Regions from separate parts of the Neogale vison genome. Here region 1 is linked to region 2. A link is a contact called in public Hi-C data. All regions are on one chromosome and are shown on one strand. The core of a region is the stretch at or near the end of the contact, and the rest is flanking DNA. Distances in the headings are between cores, read along the strand shown. Region 1 holds the start of RSF1 (remodeling and spacing factor 1). Region 2 holds the start of INTS4 (integrator complex subunit 4).

The links. A called contact is a pair of places that touch in the nucleus more often than the background predicts.
Region 1: a contact with region 2 is called in a Hi-C map of fibroblasts, with 5 times the contacts expected there. The contact joins the promoter of RSF1 here to the promoter of INTS4 in region 2. A contact is called at or near these places in 2 of 3 Hi-C or Micro-C datasets (fibroblasts and muscle).

What each region holds. Positions count from the first base shown.
Region 1 is chr7:145,902,863-145,907,080 of ASM_NN_V1, reverse strand. RSF1 (remodeling and spacing factor 1) reads right to left here and starts at 2,365. Exons shown (of 16, transcript XM_044258458.1): 1 at 2,164-2,365. The coding sequence starts at 2,350. AAMDC (mth938 domain-containing protein) reads left to right here and starts at 2,785. Exons shown (of 4, transcript XM_044258456.1): 1 at 2,785-2,890.
Region 2 is chr7:145,739,594-145,743,304 of ASM_NN_V1, reverse strand. INTS4 (integrator complex subunit 4) reads right to left here and starts at 1,867. Exons shown (of 23, transcript XM_044258455.1): 1 at 1,644-1,867. The coding sequence starts at 1,697. It overlaps LOC122912549 (a long non-coding RNA gene), which reads left to right and starts at 2,123. Exons shown (of 2, transcript XR_006385655.1): 1 at 2,123-2,915.

The DNA.
Region 1 (4,218 bases), core at 1,116-3,615, 160 kb before region 2:
CAGGTCTATGCCTGCCTTTAAACTTGGTCCAAGCAAATTCCAAAAACAATTTGCCAGCTATCCTTTTCCCCAAATTCCCAAATTTCTCTCAGATACATATATTACTATTACTTCCAAAGGTATCCTAAAAGCAATTTACTAAGGCATTCTACTTCACAGTGACTACTTCTCTAAAACTTAAATGTAAATGCAATTCGATGATAAACTAACTATACTGGGAAGCTAAAGTGTTAAAGAAATTGTGCAGGAAGTCTTTATATAATGTAACTCATCACTCCTATTTTATACTACATTTAAAAATTACCCTTTTAGGAGCGACTGGGTGGCTTAGTCAGCCAGTCTGCCTTTGGCTCAGGCCATGATCCCAGGGTCCTGGGACCCATCCCCTTGTCATGCTTCCTGATCAACAAGGAGACTCTTTCTCCCTCTCCCTCTGCCATTCCCCCTTGCTTGTGGATTCTCACTCTCTCTAATTTAAACAACAACAACAAAAAAACACACACAAGAAAACACCCTACCCTATTATATGCCAGTTTTTTAAGGGTAGAGATTTGGGCTATTGATAAGAAGAGATATAGGCCTGTACCATAACTGCCTATGTTAACCTGAGTCTTTAGTAGCCACAACATTTACTCTATAAGCTATTATTTTTTAAAACTTCACACCTGGACCCTTCCTAGAAATGTAAATACATTCGGTTAACAAACTTTTTCAATTCCATTGAGAACTGAAGAGCAACCTTGTTTTCTTAGAACGGAAACAGCTATCTGTCCTATACAATACCCAGTCCACTTTAGCAACCTAATACGGGCCAAAAACAAAACAAAACAAAACATCTATTTGGAAAACGTCTCTTCTCCAGCCAAGAGCTGTTCCCATATAAAGGCAATGCTCAGAACACGGGGGAGGGAGAAAAAAAAAAAAAAAGAAACAAAACAAAACAAAAAAAACCTCCTCTGAAGGAAGAAATATGCCAGGACAACGAGAGACATGGATCGGGAATAAATAAGGCGTGAGTGTACGCGATCAGTGTAAAGGCTGGAGGCAGCAGGCACAGCGCTGAGATGCTCCAGCGAAAGAACCAGCAGCAGCAGCAGCAGCAGCAGGAAGTTTCAATGGGGCCGGGCAGAGCATGCGCCCTGCACCCGCGCGGTGGCCTTATGTGGAAGGAGCACCACTTGCGAACACCAATAATAGACCAGCAGCACCAGAGAGAGAAACATGAGCAACAAGCACCTTCTTCAACTGTTTCCCCCTCCGTCTGAGCCCCTCCTCCAGCCTACATACTAACCACCCCACCCCACCCTGCAAATGGGAGGGCGACTTCTTCCCCTAAGCCCTGCTGCCAAGATGAAGGGGGAAGGGATTAGGAAAGTGGGGAGATGCTTTTCTATTATTTGGGGGGAGGTGGGGAGAGGGAGGAGGAAAACTATGGGGGAGGAAAAATTAACCCACTACCCTCCAAACTGGAGAAGCTGAACCGACTTCGACCCCCAAAGCGAGAATGGAGGAGGACCCCCCTCCCATGGGGGAGGAGCAAACCTCCCTACTCTGAGGAAGGAGTTTTGGGGGTTAAACCAGCCCTCGAGGGGAAGGGAAGAGAGACGAGAGCGACTCTCTCGGGGGAGTTCCCACTAGAGGGAGGGAGAGCTGAAGTGTCCGCTGGCCCCCGCCCACCCAGGTGGAGGGAGAGAAAGGGGCGCCCCGAGAAGATGAGCCCAGCCTCCCCCGAGATGGTGGGGAGGATGGTGGGAGGAGGGGAAGGAGCAAGGGAGGGGAGGAGGAGAAAAGCGCAAAGCTGGCCGGAACCTGCGCTCCCCTTCCCCCGCCACCCAGGGGGAGAAGGGGTGGAGGACCGGCCACCGCCGCCGGAGAACAGTCCCAGGGGCCGCAGACCAGCACAATGACCACTCCACGCCCCCAGCCCACACCTAGCCTGCGACGCCCCCACCTCCGCTCCGCGCCAGGCCCAGTGGCCCTAGGGGGTCTGTGCCCCGCCTCCCCACTGCCCAAGACCCTGGGGGCTGGGCGGAGAAGCCGGGCCGGGCGGAGCTGCGCCCCAGGGGGAGGACAGAGCCGCTAAGGCCCGGGAGGTCCGTGGAGAGAGGAGAGAAGGAGCGTGCCAGGGCCGCTTCCCGCCGGGCGTTCGGGCCCCTTGCTTACCTTCTCCACTGCCGACGTCCGGCGGCGGCGCCTGCAGCACTCGCTCTAGCTCGGGAAACGGCAACTCAGGCAGGTCGAGCAGCGGCCCGTAGCGCTCCAGGAAAGAGCAGACAACGGCGAAGTTGGGGCACGAACCCGGGCAGCCCGGAGGAGCCATCGCGGCCGCCGCTGCTGCCGCCGCCGCCATTTTGAACTGGAGGATGGAGGAGGAGGCGAGGGGGGGTGGAGGGAGTTGGGCTCCGAGGAATGGTAGGGTAGCCTTACGGACAACAGGAGGCGCTAGTGAGCGGGCTCCCCTGTGGTTCCGAGCGTCTCCGGCAAGGCGCCGCGATCCCACAATACAACGGCTGCTCGGAGCAGTAGAGAACCGAGTCAGACGGGGGAAAGAGAGGCGCTCTATGCCTTTCACTTTCCGCCCTCTTTCCGCACCCCCTGTCCCTCCCTCTACTTCGCCCCTCCCACTTTGGGTTTGCCACTGCCTCGTGTGACAGGGGGAATGAAAACAAGGGAAGCGGGGCAGGGAGGAGGACTGGAAGCTGAAGAGGCGGGACTTTTTCGAGTGGTGGCCAATAGGTTTGGAGGGGGCGGGGCTTCAGACTGGCTGAAAGGCGCTTTCAGGGCGGGGCGAGTGGAGGGAGGGCCTAGCTAGAGGGCCCGAGCTAACCAAGGTGAGAGGTAAATCGCGGAGCCGCTTGGGATATCAACTCTCCTGAAGAGAGGACGTTGGGTAAGTTTTGGGGGAGCTCCGGGAACTGAAACCCGGCCACCAGGTGGTGGGGGAAGTTGGGGAGCGTGAATTAGAAGCAGAAAAAGGGAAGAATAGGGGGAAAAAAGCATGATTCTGGGAGACGTTTGGAAAGGGAAAGGTAGAGAAGTCCCCTTACTTAGGGGTTGGGATGGGACCTTTGTAGGGAGAAGTGCCTCCGAAGCTTTGTGAGGGGTATTGCTGTCTTCTGGGTACAAGAATCTCAGCTGTGCTGGAAAACAGAGTCTGAGGACTCTGGGGAGCGAGAGCCCGACTTTGCTAGTATCACCTGTCTGAGGAGTTGGGGACCTGGTAGAAGATCTTGGTCTGAAGGGACCAACTCTTCAGGCAGACCAAGGTATGAGGGTACAGGCTCCTGCTGTGGTTGCCAAGGTGGGAGGGGAAGGGACTCTTGAGGCACGAGGATCTCATGGGACGAGACTTTTTAGGGGGACCAGGGTCAGAGGGTGGGCTAGGACTCCACTAAAAGGAATGACAGGATAAGCGACTTGGTGAAAGAGTAAACAATTGTTAGAAGACAGGGTTCGACTTCGTTGGGGCCAGAAGTGAGCACCACAAAGAATCTCAGAAAACCATCAGTCATGCAAAGTAGAATGTGCAACTTGGGATTCGAGGTGCACTATGGTTAGAAGTCTGAGCTTTGGAAGTAAGCCGTAGGTGGGTCCTAACAAAACTGCTTCAGGGGGTGACTGGGTGGCTCAGTGGGTTAAAGCCTCTGACTTCAGCTCAGGTCATGATCCCACGGTCCTGGGATCCAGCCCCACATCGGGCTCTCTGCTCAGCGGGGACCTGCTTCCTCCTCTCTCTGCCTGCCTCTCTGCCTACTTGTGACCTCTCTCTGTCAAATAAATAAAATCTTTAAAAAAAAAAAAAAGTGCTTCATGCCATTGCAGAAGATTCTTCATTTCTTGGAAACTCTGTGAAGTGGGGGTGATACCAGTACTTACATCATAGAGTTTTACTAGCTATTCCAGGTAATTGATTAGCACAATGCCCAGGCACATTCACTGCAACTATTTTAAAAACGTTAGTTGCTATTACTGAATAAAAGAATTTCTGAAATTTAGATTGAATTCGCCTATGATTTATATAATCTATTACTTTGAACCAGAATTTTCTCTTTTTTTTTTAAAGATTTTATTTATTTATTTGACTGATAGAGATTACAAGTAGGGGGGGGGAGCAGGCTCCCCACCGAGCAGAGAGCCCGATGTGGCCCTATCCCAGGACCCTGAGATCATGACCCCAGCCCTAGCCAGAGGCTTTAACCCACTGAGCCACCCAGGTGC
Region 2 (3,711 bases), core at 618-3,117:
CAGGGTGGTGAGATCAAGCCCTGCATTGGGCTCTATGCTGAGCGTGGGGCCTTGAGAAAAGAGTCTCTCTTCCCCCTTCCTCTGCCCTCCCTCACTCTTGAGCCAAAAAAAAAAAAAAGTTTAAAATGGTAATATATGTATTTTACCACAATTATGAAAAAGAAAAAAAAAAAGTGAGCTGGGGAAACAGGCCCAGAAAGTTCCAGAAAGCAAATCACGGAAGGAGCAGCTCTGTGAAATGTGAAAAATTTTCCTGAGCGGGCTCTGGTTAGCTCAGTTGGTGCAACAGGCAACTCTTGATTTCTGGGTTGTGAGCCTGAACCCCATGTTGGGTATAGAGATCATTTAAAAATTTAAAAACTTTAAAAAGAAAAACCTTCCTGAATGTTGACTCATTCCAAAAGTTCAAGAAAATGAATTTCACATAAAATGAAGCAACAAAAAAGTGCCAAGTTTAAATCTCAAAGTTATATTTAAGGGGGGGAAAAAAGCAATCTTCCCTACAGTCAGTGGAATATGCTACAAAAATGTGTCCACAAAACAGAAATGGTAAGTGATAAGATAAGTGAAAACTTGTCAATACAATAATCTCTCTGTATTATAATCACCGGTATGCTTTTCTGTCTCTCCCACTAGGCTGTGAGCTCCTAAAGAACAAGGACCCTAAAGTGTATTGGACTTTGTAGCTCAACACCTTTCACTATACCTAATACATAGTAACCACTCAACAAATTCTTGCTGAAGGGATGAATGAAATACTTAAGTTTCCTGCTGGATGGTCTAAATCCTGCTACACTAGAAGTCTGAGGACCTAGGGGTACTCTAGGGATCTAAGGATGCTTTTGACCTACTAGAATCAATTGGGGGCTTGTCAGAAATGCAAATTATTGCCTCCACCTCTCCCACCCCACTGAGTATAATCTACATTATACCAAGATCGCCAGGTGATTTGCATAAAAAGTCTAAGGAGCGACACAGGAGATAACTTGGGATCAACCTCTATTTTATAAAGCAACATCTATGAGGAGACACATGGAGAGTCACTGCTCTAACAGGGGCTCAGACCACCTGTCCTTAACTCCAAAGGAGGGAAATAACTGCTCTCCTTCCTACGTAAGCTGTTCCACAAATGGAAACTTCTGCCCCTATACAGCCTGGAACCCTCACCTGCTTTAGCTGGGTCTTGAGGATTTCTACAGACTCTACCTCCAGCCCCTTAGAGTTCTGCATACAACCAACTTGTCCCCGGGCGCTTTTGGGGGGGGGGGGAGGGACCAGGAGGTGGGAGGAGCTCCACCAGAATTTGACTCTGAATCCTCCAATCCCTCCAGAAGCTTTGGAGCCACATCTGTAGAACGAAGTGCTAACGTAACCAGAATAAACTGAGATAACGGATAAGACATCTTCATACATTGTAAAGAGCTTTCTATTCTAATAACTTTATTAAGTGTCAGACTGCACATACTAAAAATGACAACAGCAGCTGCAAACGAACACGCCCACTTAAGTGTAGTTTCGGAGAGCCTATCAAAGTAGTCGGCACTCAACCCAGGTTTGCGGCGCCTGTTTTGGCAAAGTGTCTGGAGCGTGGATAATCTTCCCCTCCCCGAACTAGTCCTAGGACCTTTCCTTCCATCAATTACCTGAACCACTTTAGTGAATTCCTCGTACACCCGCTTCTTTAGGTGCGCCGCCATGACTGCCCGCGTACCCTCTCAGCTTCCGTACTCGACGAGGGAGGCGGTGGGGGAGGAATCCGGAAAACTTGCCCGGGCCTGAGGAACTCGCCACTATCCCACAAGGCAGTGGAGTTCCGAGAAAGAGAGGCCGCTTCCTGCTGCTCCACTGCCCTTTCCGCGGTGCAGCAGAATTTGTCCTCCTACGCCTTGTGCGTCGGCGGAACGAAAATGAGGGCGCAGAGCGAGGGGGCGGGGCCTTTAGCAGGAGGTGACTGGACTGAAGAAGTAGATGAGCCAATGGCAGCCTTCGGGGGTTCGCTGGTGGACTCAGAGTGGTCGGGAGCCTGGTATCGGAGCTGAGCGAAGGGAGGGAGGACGTACAGGGCAAAGGTCAGAGGCGGGACCCAGAGCTAGAGGCAAAACCCGGAGCAGCGGGAGGCGTTTCAGAGGAGAGACGAGGGGGAGCGGGCCCGCGGACATTTTCGTTGTTTTTGGCTATTCCTGTTTGCTGCTTGTAGCTTTTTTGAGCTCTCTTTAAGGTTTAGCTGTGTGACACCCGTCTCCTGCCATGGGATTCTTTTTTTTGCTGTCTCATTCCAGTTTGAAATCCATTTATTTTTAAGGAATCCGCCCTCCCCCACCCGCACCCCCATAGCTACGGGAGAGAGGAAAGAGCCCTGAGGTCAAGGGTCAGGCACCCAAGTTTCAGACTTTGATTGGCACTTAATGAACAGAGAGCCTCCGCCAGCTGTCCTGACTGAGGTGTAGTGACAGTGGAAGGGAATGATGCAGAAACATTGGCAGAAGGAAGTGGATTAGTCGTGTTGGTGAAACCCGCGGTCGAGTTTTTACTTCCTGAAGCTTTAGCTGTTCATTGTTAAGGTCTTTCAGAAGCGCTGACGCGGGATACCGTGGCAGGTGCAGAACACCTCAACACCCAGAAAAACGGTCTTCACTCTAAAGCCTTACAGTGTAACTGGGAAGAGAGACGCCCAAACATAATCAGAGGTCAAGTGTCCTTGGATAACAGGAATGTGAGTCACAGAACTACTGACTTCCTCAGGATTAGGGGGTGGGCGTGCAGAATAATGACCCCAAAATGTGCCATTTTGGTGTGGGGAGTATTTATAGCTGAAGACAGTCGGGGCGCAACAGGCTCAGAAGAGCTGTTCACCTTCCGCGTAACTTCCTGAAAGAATTTAGAGGGCCTGTTGCCAGAGAACGCTAATACCAAAGGTAATGTTTTATCAACACCTCATCTACAGAGTCCGGCAAACGTTTGTTCACCAAACATTTGCTCTTATCTTTCTGTGAATTGTCTTTCTCCACTTTCGGAAGAGGCACACCTCTTCCTCTTTTCCCGAGCTCAGGGTGGCGTAGAAGCCTCAAGTGCCTGTCTTTGGGCCTCATGACTTCGGGGCTCTTGTACCTAAAGAAATGGTTTTGGGTTTGTTTGGTTTTTTTTTTCCCTCTTGTTCTGTCTTCTAATTATTAGACCAGCCAGAGAAACTAGAAGGGAAGAAAAGTTTTCCATCCCTGCAGGGCCTCATAGAAGTACTGAAGAAACGATTTTTGCTCTAGCTTTAAAAATAGTGATTTTGGGGTCGCCTGGGTGGCTCAAGTGGGTTAAAGCCTCTGCCTTCAACTCAGGTCATGATCTCACCGTCTTGGGATCGAGCCCCGCATTCGGCTCCCTTCTCACTGGGGAGCCTGCTTCCTCCTCTCTCTTTGCCTGCCTCTCTGCCTACTTGTGATCTGTCAAATAAATAAAGTCTTTTTTTTAAAAATAGAGATTTTTAAAAATATATATTTTGAGAGAGAGAGAGCTAGAGTTGGGGGGTGGGGGTACTGGAGGAGGGCCAGAGGAAGAGGGAGAGAATCCCAAGCACTCTCCATGCCCAGTGTGGAGCCAGACACCTGGCTTGATCTCAGAACTCTGAGATCATGACCTGAACAGAAATCAAGTCCCATGCTCAACAGACTGAGCCACCCCAGTGCCCCCAAAATAGTGAGTTTTCCAGAAAGAAAGAAT